2 separate regions of the Mus musculus genome follow, and region 2 is linked to region 1. A link is a contact called in public promoter capture Hi-C data. All regions are on one chromosome and are shown on one strand. The core of a region is the stretch at or near the end of the contact, and the rest is flanking DNA. Distances in the headings are between cores, read along the strand shown.

Region 1 (3,716 bases), core at 812-3,311:
TTAATCCCAGCACTTGGCAGGCAGAGGCAGGCAGATTTCTGAGTTCGAGGCCAGCCTGGTCTACACAGTGAGTTCCAGGACAGCCAGGGCTACACAGAAAAACCCTGTCTCGAAAAACAAAACAAAACAAAACAAAACAAAACAAAACAAAACAAAACAAAACAAAACAAAACAAAAAAGTAGTGCATGAGCCTCACAGGGAGCCCAGGCCTGGGGTAGGCACACACATCAGGCATAAGGCACACCGGTGTGCGGACTCGAGTTCTAGTCCCGCCAACGAAACAAACACAAGTTCCTCCAACTTTTAAGAGTATTTCTTTCCACTCCGTTCATCCATACATTTATTCATTTAGAGACATGGTTTTGCTTTGTAGCCCATGCTGGCCCGATTCTCTAGGTCTCTATCCTCGGCCTCCTGAATGCTAGGCTTGAGAGTTTCTCTGTGAATCTCAGGCATGTATGTATAGTAATTCCAGGTCAGTCCAGCTAGAGGATAGTGGAAGAGAGAGAGAGAGAGAGAGAGAGAGAGAGAGAGAGAGAGAGAGGCAATTGTGTAGACACTTTTGGGATGGATCTCTTTTGGGATGGATCTACCCTGTGCATACAATTTTGAGTTAAATAAGGAGACTCACTGAGTTTCCACTTCCAGGGAGCTCACTCTTGTTTGTTCACCCTAGTGAAAGGCCTTCTGCTCTTTGTTTCCCTTTCCCAATGAGAGATGCCCAGAGAGGCTGCCTCTTGCTGCTGCCTAGGAAGCAAAACTCGACCTCTCCTCCATCCTGCAGTTTGGGGTGGCACTGGCTCCACCAGAGAGGGTGAGCTCTTGGGGAGACAGATCCTGAGACCTGCCAATGGTGACTGTTTTTTTTTTTTTTTCCCCTCTATTTTTTGAGACAGGGTTTCTCTGTGCAGCCCTGGCTGTCCTGGAACTCACTCTATAGACCAGGCTGGCCTGGAATTCAGAAATCCACCTACCTGCCTCTGCCTCCCAAGTGCTGGGATTAAAGGAGTGTGACACCACTACCTAGCCCAATGGTGACTCTTGCAGGGTTCAGGCAGAGAGGAACTTCCAAGGAGATGGCTGGTGCCTGGTTGCCCACGTCAGTGCCAGGGCCCATACCCACTGCCTGGCAAGAAGCTATGGGAAAAGGCTGCAGGTGCCCTTAGTCCTCTGTGCTGTCCTTAACCAACGTTTCTCCAAACTTTGGTACCTATGTAAATTGCCCACTGCTGCAAGATCTCAAGCTAGAGAGAATGAAACCCGTACCCATGGGGTGAAAGTGGCCTGGCATTCTTCTCTTTGTAGCTTTGTACCACAGGTACTAACAGTCATCCTCAATGTGACTACTCTGCCCAAGGCTGTCTAGTTTTGACTTTTCTTCTAACCCGCCTGAACTCAGGGGTCTCACATTTGGCCCGGGTGTAGCCGTCACGTGAGGCCTGCATGCTTGTGCCAACCAGTCTGACTCAACTACAGCCTTTGCAAAACCCCTTACCACCCCGTGACTCAGTTTCTCCAGCTGTTCACGTGGGCAACAGTATGAGGCACCAGAGTGGAATGCGGAGGGTGTCCAAAACAGCTTCTCTGCAGTGCGTGCTTTTAGGCGGGGCCCCAAAGGCAAGAATTCGTGCCGCCCAAAGTATTCCTACTGGTCGTGCCCTGCACTGGCCACTGCTTTGGGCGGCAATGATTCTGCCAGGTGCACCGGCTGGACTGCAGGGATGACACCGTTTAGACCACTGAGAGGGCCTTCCCGGGAGACGGCGGGTGCCCGCGCCCATTCTAAGGCCCGTTCCCGGTGCCAGCAGCCTGACGCAATCTGACTCGCCCTTGCTGCATGCCAGTTCTGGGGAAACCTTCCCTGCCGTTGCATCACTCCTGCCAGGTCTGCCACGGGAGGAGGAGCCGAACCAATCAGCACGCGCGTTGGCCCTGGGGCGGGCTGCTCTGGTACCCACTCGGAGGGCGGCGCGGTTAACCGAGAAGCAAAATCTAAAGGTGATTGGCCAGAAAGAGATTTGCCCCGCCCCAATCATAGGGACAGCTGGAGGCAGTCTGAGGGCCTTCCTGGCCGGAGGGTTTAAAGAGCGCCTCTGGAGGGACCACTCAGCTGGAACGACCGATCGGTGCCAGGCCAGGTGTACGCGTCCGTCGGTCCTTCCGTGCCCGTGCCGGAGACCAGTCTCGGAGGCCACCCGGGTCCGTCCCTGCGCCCGGCACCATGAAGCAGGAGTCCGCATCCCAGAGCACTCCGCCTCCTTCACTGTCCCCTGCACCATCATCCGCGCAGCCTTCCTGGGGGGATGGCGACCCCCAAGCCCTGTGGATTTTCGGGTACGGCTCCCTAGTGTGGAAGCCGGACTTTGCCTATAGTGACAGCCGTGTGGGCTTCGTTCGTGGCTATAGCCGACGGTTCTGGCAGGGAGACACCTTCCATAGGGGCAGCGACAAGATGGTGAGCATCCTTCTGTGCCCAGAGGAGTGGAGTGGGGTTGGCAGGAGAGTGGGCACTCGTATCCTGGAGTGGCAGGGACCCTGGGCTAACTAAGAGAAAATTGTAAACCTGGTTTGTGGTTTAAATTTGTGTGCCTGGAAATCAGGTTGGTGATTGCACCTGTGGATTCTTGTGCTGGTTACTAATCTGGGCCGCTCGTTGTTTGTCTCTTCCACATCTGCCCATCACTCCATGTCACTCGATGAAAGGTCCTCTCCCAGGCTTGGGGCTTAGGCTGGCACTCTTTCCTCCTCTTCCTTCTCTTCCTCTTCTTCCTTTCCCTCTTCCTCCTCTTCCTCTTCTCTTCCTCTCCCTCTTCCTCCTTGTTCTTCTCTTCCTCTTCCTCCTCCTCCTCCTTTTCCTCCTCCTCTTCTCCCCCCTCTTTTTCCCCCTCCTCCATCTTACCTATTTCTTGCTATGTGGCCTCAAACTTGTGACAAATCTCTCTCTCTGGTGCTGAAGTGCTGGAACTACAGGTTCAAGTCACAACAGGACTAAAGGTGTGTGTGTGTGTGTGTGTGTGTGTGTGTGTGTGTGTGTGTGTGTGTGTGTTGCTGGAGATTGAATCTAAGGTCTTGTGCATGACAGGCAAGCCCCCCATGTCAATAAGGTTCATTCATAGTCCTTTCGGAAGTGCTAATATCTAATTTGTCTTTTTCAAAACCTTTCTTCCCTGTCTAGCCTGGCCGAGTGGTGACCCTCCTTGAAGACCGTGAGGTAAGTGTGCAGTCAAGAAGAGAATCCTGGGGTCTGATGTATCAGGGTGCAGAGGGTCAGAGCTCTTGTGTGGGGAGAGTGGAAGTGTAGCTAGCTTACTCCATGCTTCTTGGAGAATCACTTGAGGGAGGGTCTTATTAAGATGGATTTCTGTGAGTTCAGAGTTATTCTTGGTTACATAATGAATCCTGGGTCAGACACCCTGTACTATATGAGACGTCTCAAAATAAACAAAACTCAAGGGAAATAGGGTGAAGGGTATTGCTTCTGGGTGGCTCAGCAGCCAGTCAAACACGTTAGTTTTTTTTTAAAGCTTCATGGAGAAATGGCTCAGGAGTCAGAAGCACCTTCTGCTTCTCCAAAGGGCCTGGATTTGATACCCAGCACCCACACAGTAACTCACAATCTGTAGCTCCAGTTCCAGGGAATCAGACTCTTCTGACTGACCACCAAGATCACAGGTCGCCAGGCACACACGTCCATACACATAAAACTTCAAAATTA
Region 2 (3,324 bases), core at 525-3,024, 140 kb after region 1:
GGAAATATTGAGTGCATCAAATTCATGTGCAACAGTTTCATCCCTCCGCTTTATGTGCACCACTGCCTCACATTTATTAGCTACTTCTCTTGCTGTGATAAAATATCATGACCAAAGCAAATTTAAAGAAAGAGAGGGTTTTGTGTAGGCTCCAGAGGAACAGGAGTCCTTTATGGAGGCGAAGTGGTAAGCATTGTGGCTAGAGTAGCAAGCTTAGAGCTTGCAGTTTGAACCAACAGCAAGAATCAGAGAATGAAATGGCAATGGTGTGTGGCTTTTAAGTCTCAAAAGTCCCCAGGTATGTATTTCTTCCAGAAAGAACACACCCCCTAAACTTATCTTAATAGGACATCCACTGGGGACTGAGTATTTAAACATCTGAGCCTAAGGGGACATTCTCATCATCTCAGAAGGTCACTGTGCCTCATTCTTCAAGACTGAAGAATGGGAGATTGAATTGGGATTTGTAACTGAGCTACATAATGAACTTTCTAAAACACTAAGGCATGGTAGCAGGTGTTCTTAACCCCAACACTGGAGAAATGTAGGCAGTGTTAATCCCACTGGGAACACCACTACCACAATTTTGAGCCACATTTAAAGCAAGCTTTAATTAAATATCTGCCAGAAAGATGGACTCTGGTCAGGTCCATTCCTGGGTTCCCAGAAAATGGTGAAGAGTCACATCCAGTGGCATAAAAAGGCAACCCATAAGGCCACTGTATTTCCCATCAGATTCGACCAGGGGCAAGCTTATATGCTAACATACTTCCTGCCTATGTACCTCTGCCTACATCCAATCAGGCAAGTGTACAACATCCTAACAGATTTCCTGTGGATTACATGTGACCAAGCGCATCCAGTGTGGTTGTTTTCCCCCATAAAGAATTGCCGCCAGCATTTCAGGAGATATCTGTCATTGGGCAAGGGGCTTACAGGTTAGAAGGACTTTTCTTTCATGAGTCTCTTAGGCACAATAATTAAAACTTAAAACAACATTGGCTCTCAAAGCCAGAGCATCTTCAGCTAAATAGCCAGTTGAAGCTTAGCCTGAGCTCTGTGAAAGCCCCTTCTGGTTAAGGTGGGGATATGTAAAATACGCACCTTAGTTCCTAGTGCCAGAGTCCTAAACCGAACACTGATTACTATATAAAAACAGTTTTCTCTTCTAAGAGTTTTGAACCTTTTCCACTCTAAAGTTGATTCTCTTTTCTGTTTTTATTTTCAGTTCTGGGAATAGAACTTGACCTCCCTAATGCCAGTGTTTTAGGCAAGCAATCTACCACTGAGCCCCCTAAAGCTAACATACCAAACAGAACACATTCTTCCTGTGGTCAAACTAGCCACACCCTGACTACACTTCCCCATTCAAATTCCTTTAATTATGGATAGCAAATACCTGTGTATATGGATAGTATAGCCTGTGGGCAGGCTATACATTGTTAAGAAAATGCCAGCTGTATAATGTTACTCTGGCACAATAATTAGTTTGGGGCTCAAGAAACCAGAGCACCACAGGTTATGTGAGGTGGCGTAGCTAGTTGAGATGGCTGTGTGCAGGCTTTATTTTAGCATTTCAGGGTTATAAGAGATGGAATCTTGTTCACACCAGCACAGTGAGTTGCTGAAAGGTCTAATTCACTTGATAGGTGGCTGACTTAATCAGGGTTACACCATGACCAAAGCAACTTGGGGAGGAAAGAGTTTATTTGGCTTACAATTCCACAGCACTGTTTATCCGGAAGGAAGTCAGGACAGAAACTCACACAGGACAGAAACCTTGAGGCAGAAGCTGACACAGGAGCTATGGAGGAGGGCTGCTTTACTGACTGCCTCCTCACGTCTTACTCAGCCTGCTTTCTTAGAGAGCCAGGAACGCCAGCCCAGAGGTGACATCACTCCTCTCAGATGACTATAGCTTGTGTCAAGTTAACAACAACAACAAAAAAGGCAGCACAGTGGTCATTGACTTAGCACACTGTAGAGCCTGGGGACGTGGGGGAGGATAGACGAGGATTGTGCCTTCCTGAAGTTACAGTTGTGCTTTCCTCCCTTCAGGTGCAGCCTGCAGCACTGTAGCAGAAAAGCACTTGCTTGAGGTGATCTGTAGACTTCTTGTTTTAAATTCACTGGACTTTTTTTTTTTATTATTGCTTTGAGGTACTGGGAGTTGTACCCAAAGGAACTGTCCTGGAACTCACTCAGTAGTCCAGTCTGTCCTCGAACTCAGAAACCTGCCTGCCTCTGCCTCCCAAATGTTGGGATTAAAGGCATGTGCCAGTCGGGCGTGGTGACACACGCCTTTAATCCCAGCACTTGGGAGGCAGAGGCAGGTGGATTTCTGAGTTCGAAGCCAGCCTGGTCTATAGAGTGAGTTCCAGGACAGCCAGGGCTTCGCGTGCACCACCACTGCCCAGATAATCCTGGAACTCTTTATGTAGACCAGACTGGCCTTGAACTGACAAGACCCACCTGACAAAACTCTGCCTGTTGATTGCTGGGCCATCACACCCAGCCTAAATGAAGTATTTCTTAAATACTGTGGTATATTATATGGTCTAGCATGACACTGTTGTGTTTGAAGTGATATGAGAAAACATACAGGGGGTAAAGCTATAGCTTAATGGTAAAACATTTACCTAGCATATGTAGAGCCCTACAGTCAATCTCCAGTACTTTAAAGGGGGAGGGGGTAGTGCCCACATTTAATACTCAGGAGCCAGAGGCAGGTGGACCTCTGTGGGTTTGAGGCCACCCTGGTCTCCAAAGTGGGTTCTAGGTCAGTGGTGAGGCTTTGTCTCAAGAAGAAAAATAATTCACAGGGATTTTATCCTCACCCAATTGTCTTGAACTTACTTCCTCTTGTGTAACTAAACTTGTTAATCCCTCAGTAACCTTCCAGTTCACTGCCTGAAGCTTGAAAGGTGAGCTGTGGGGCTCAGCCAGTGGTCTAAGATGTGCTGGTCTCAGCCAGCCGTGGTGGCAGTGCATGTGGCAGCAGTCCAGCAGAGGCAGGCGGATCTCTGTGAGTTCAAGACCAGCCTGGTTTACAGAGTGAGTTCCAGGACAGCCAGGGCTATACAGAGAAACCCTGTCTCAGAAAACAACAAAACAATAACAAATACAACAACAAATTACACACACACACACACACACACACACACACACACACACACACACACACACACATATATATATATATATATATATATATATATATCAGTCTCTTCCTTGTTAGTATGGCTGGTAATAGTAAAAGTTCACTCTTTCTAGAATGTATGTATGTGTGTGTGTATATATATATATATACATATATGTGTGTGT

Evidence for each region. Promoter capture Hi-C pulls out the DNA fragments that hold promoters and counts their contacts.
Region 2: a promoter capture Hi-C map of trophoblast stem cells shows a contact between it and region 1, with 2.0 times the contacts expected there. The contact joins the enhancer-like site here to the promoter of Chac1 in region 1. A contact is called at or near these places in 9 of 39 promoter capture datasets (cranial neural crest, embryonic stem cells, hematopoietic stem and progenitor cells and 1 more), 1 of 15 datasets of contacts at CTCF or cohesin (embryonic stem cells), 8 of 484 Hi-C or Micro-C datasets (embryonic stem cells and induced pluripotent stem cells), 4 of 115 datasets of contacts at active chromatin or transcription factors (embryonic stem cells and large pre-B cells) and 3 of 9 other capture datasets (adipose tissue, embryonic stem cells and pancreatic islet).

The regions. Positions count from the first base shown.
Region 1 is chr2:119,349,181-119,352,896 of GRCm38.p6, forward strand. It overlaps Chac1 (ChaC, cation transport regulator 1), which reads left to right and starts at 2,062. Exons shown (of 3, transcript NM_026929.4): 1 at 2,062-2,456; 2 at 3,177-3,212. The coding sequence starts at 2,223.
Region 2 is chr2:119,490,282-119,493,605 of GRCm38.p6, forward strand. No RefSeq gene overlaps it. Among named protein-coding and RNA genes, the nearest start is that of Ino80, 14 kb to the left of the region's middle. Within about 2 kb of position 1,775, at least 29 of the 459 cell types and tissues checked have an H3K27ac peak or open chromatin away from gene starts, as enhancers often do. A contact at or near this core is called in trophoblast stem cells, where this site is marked.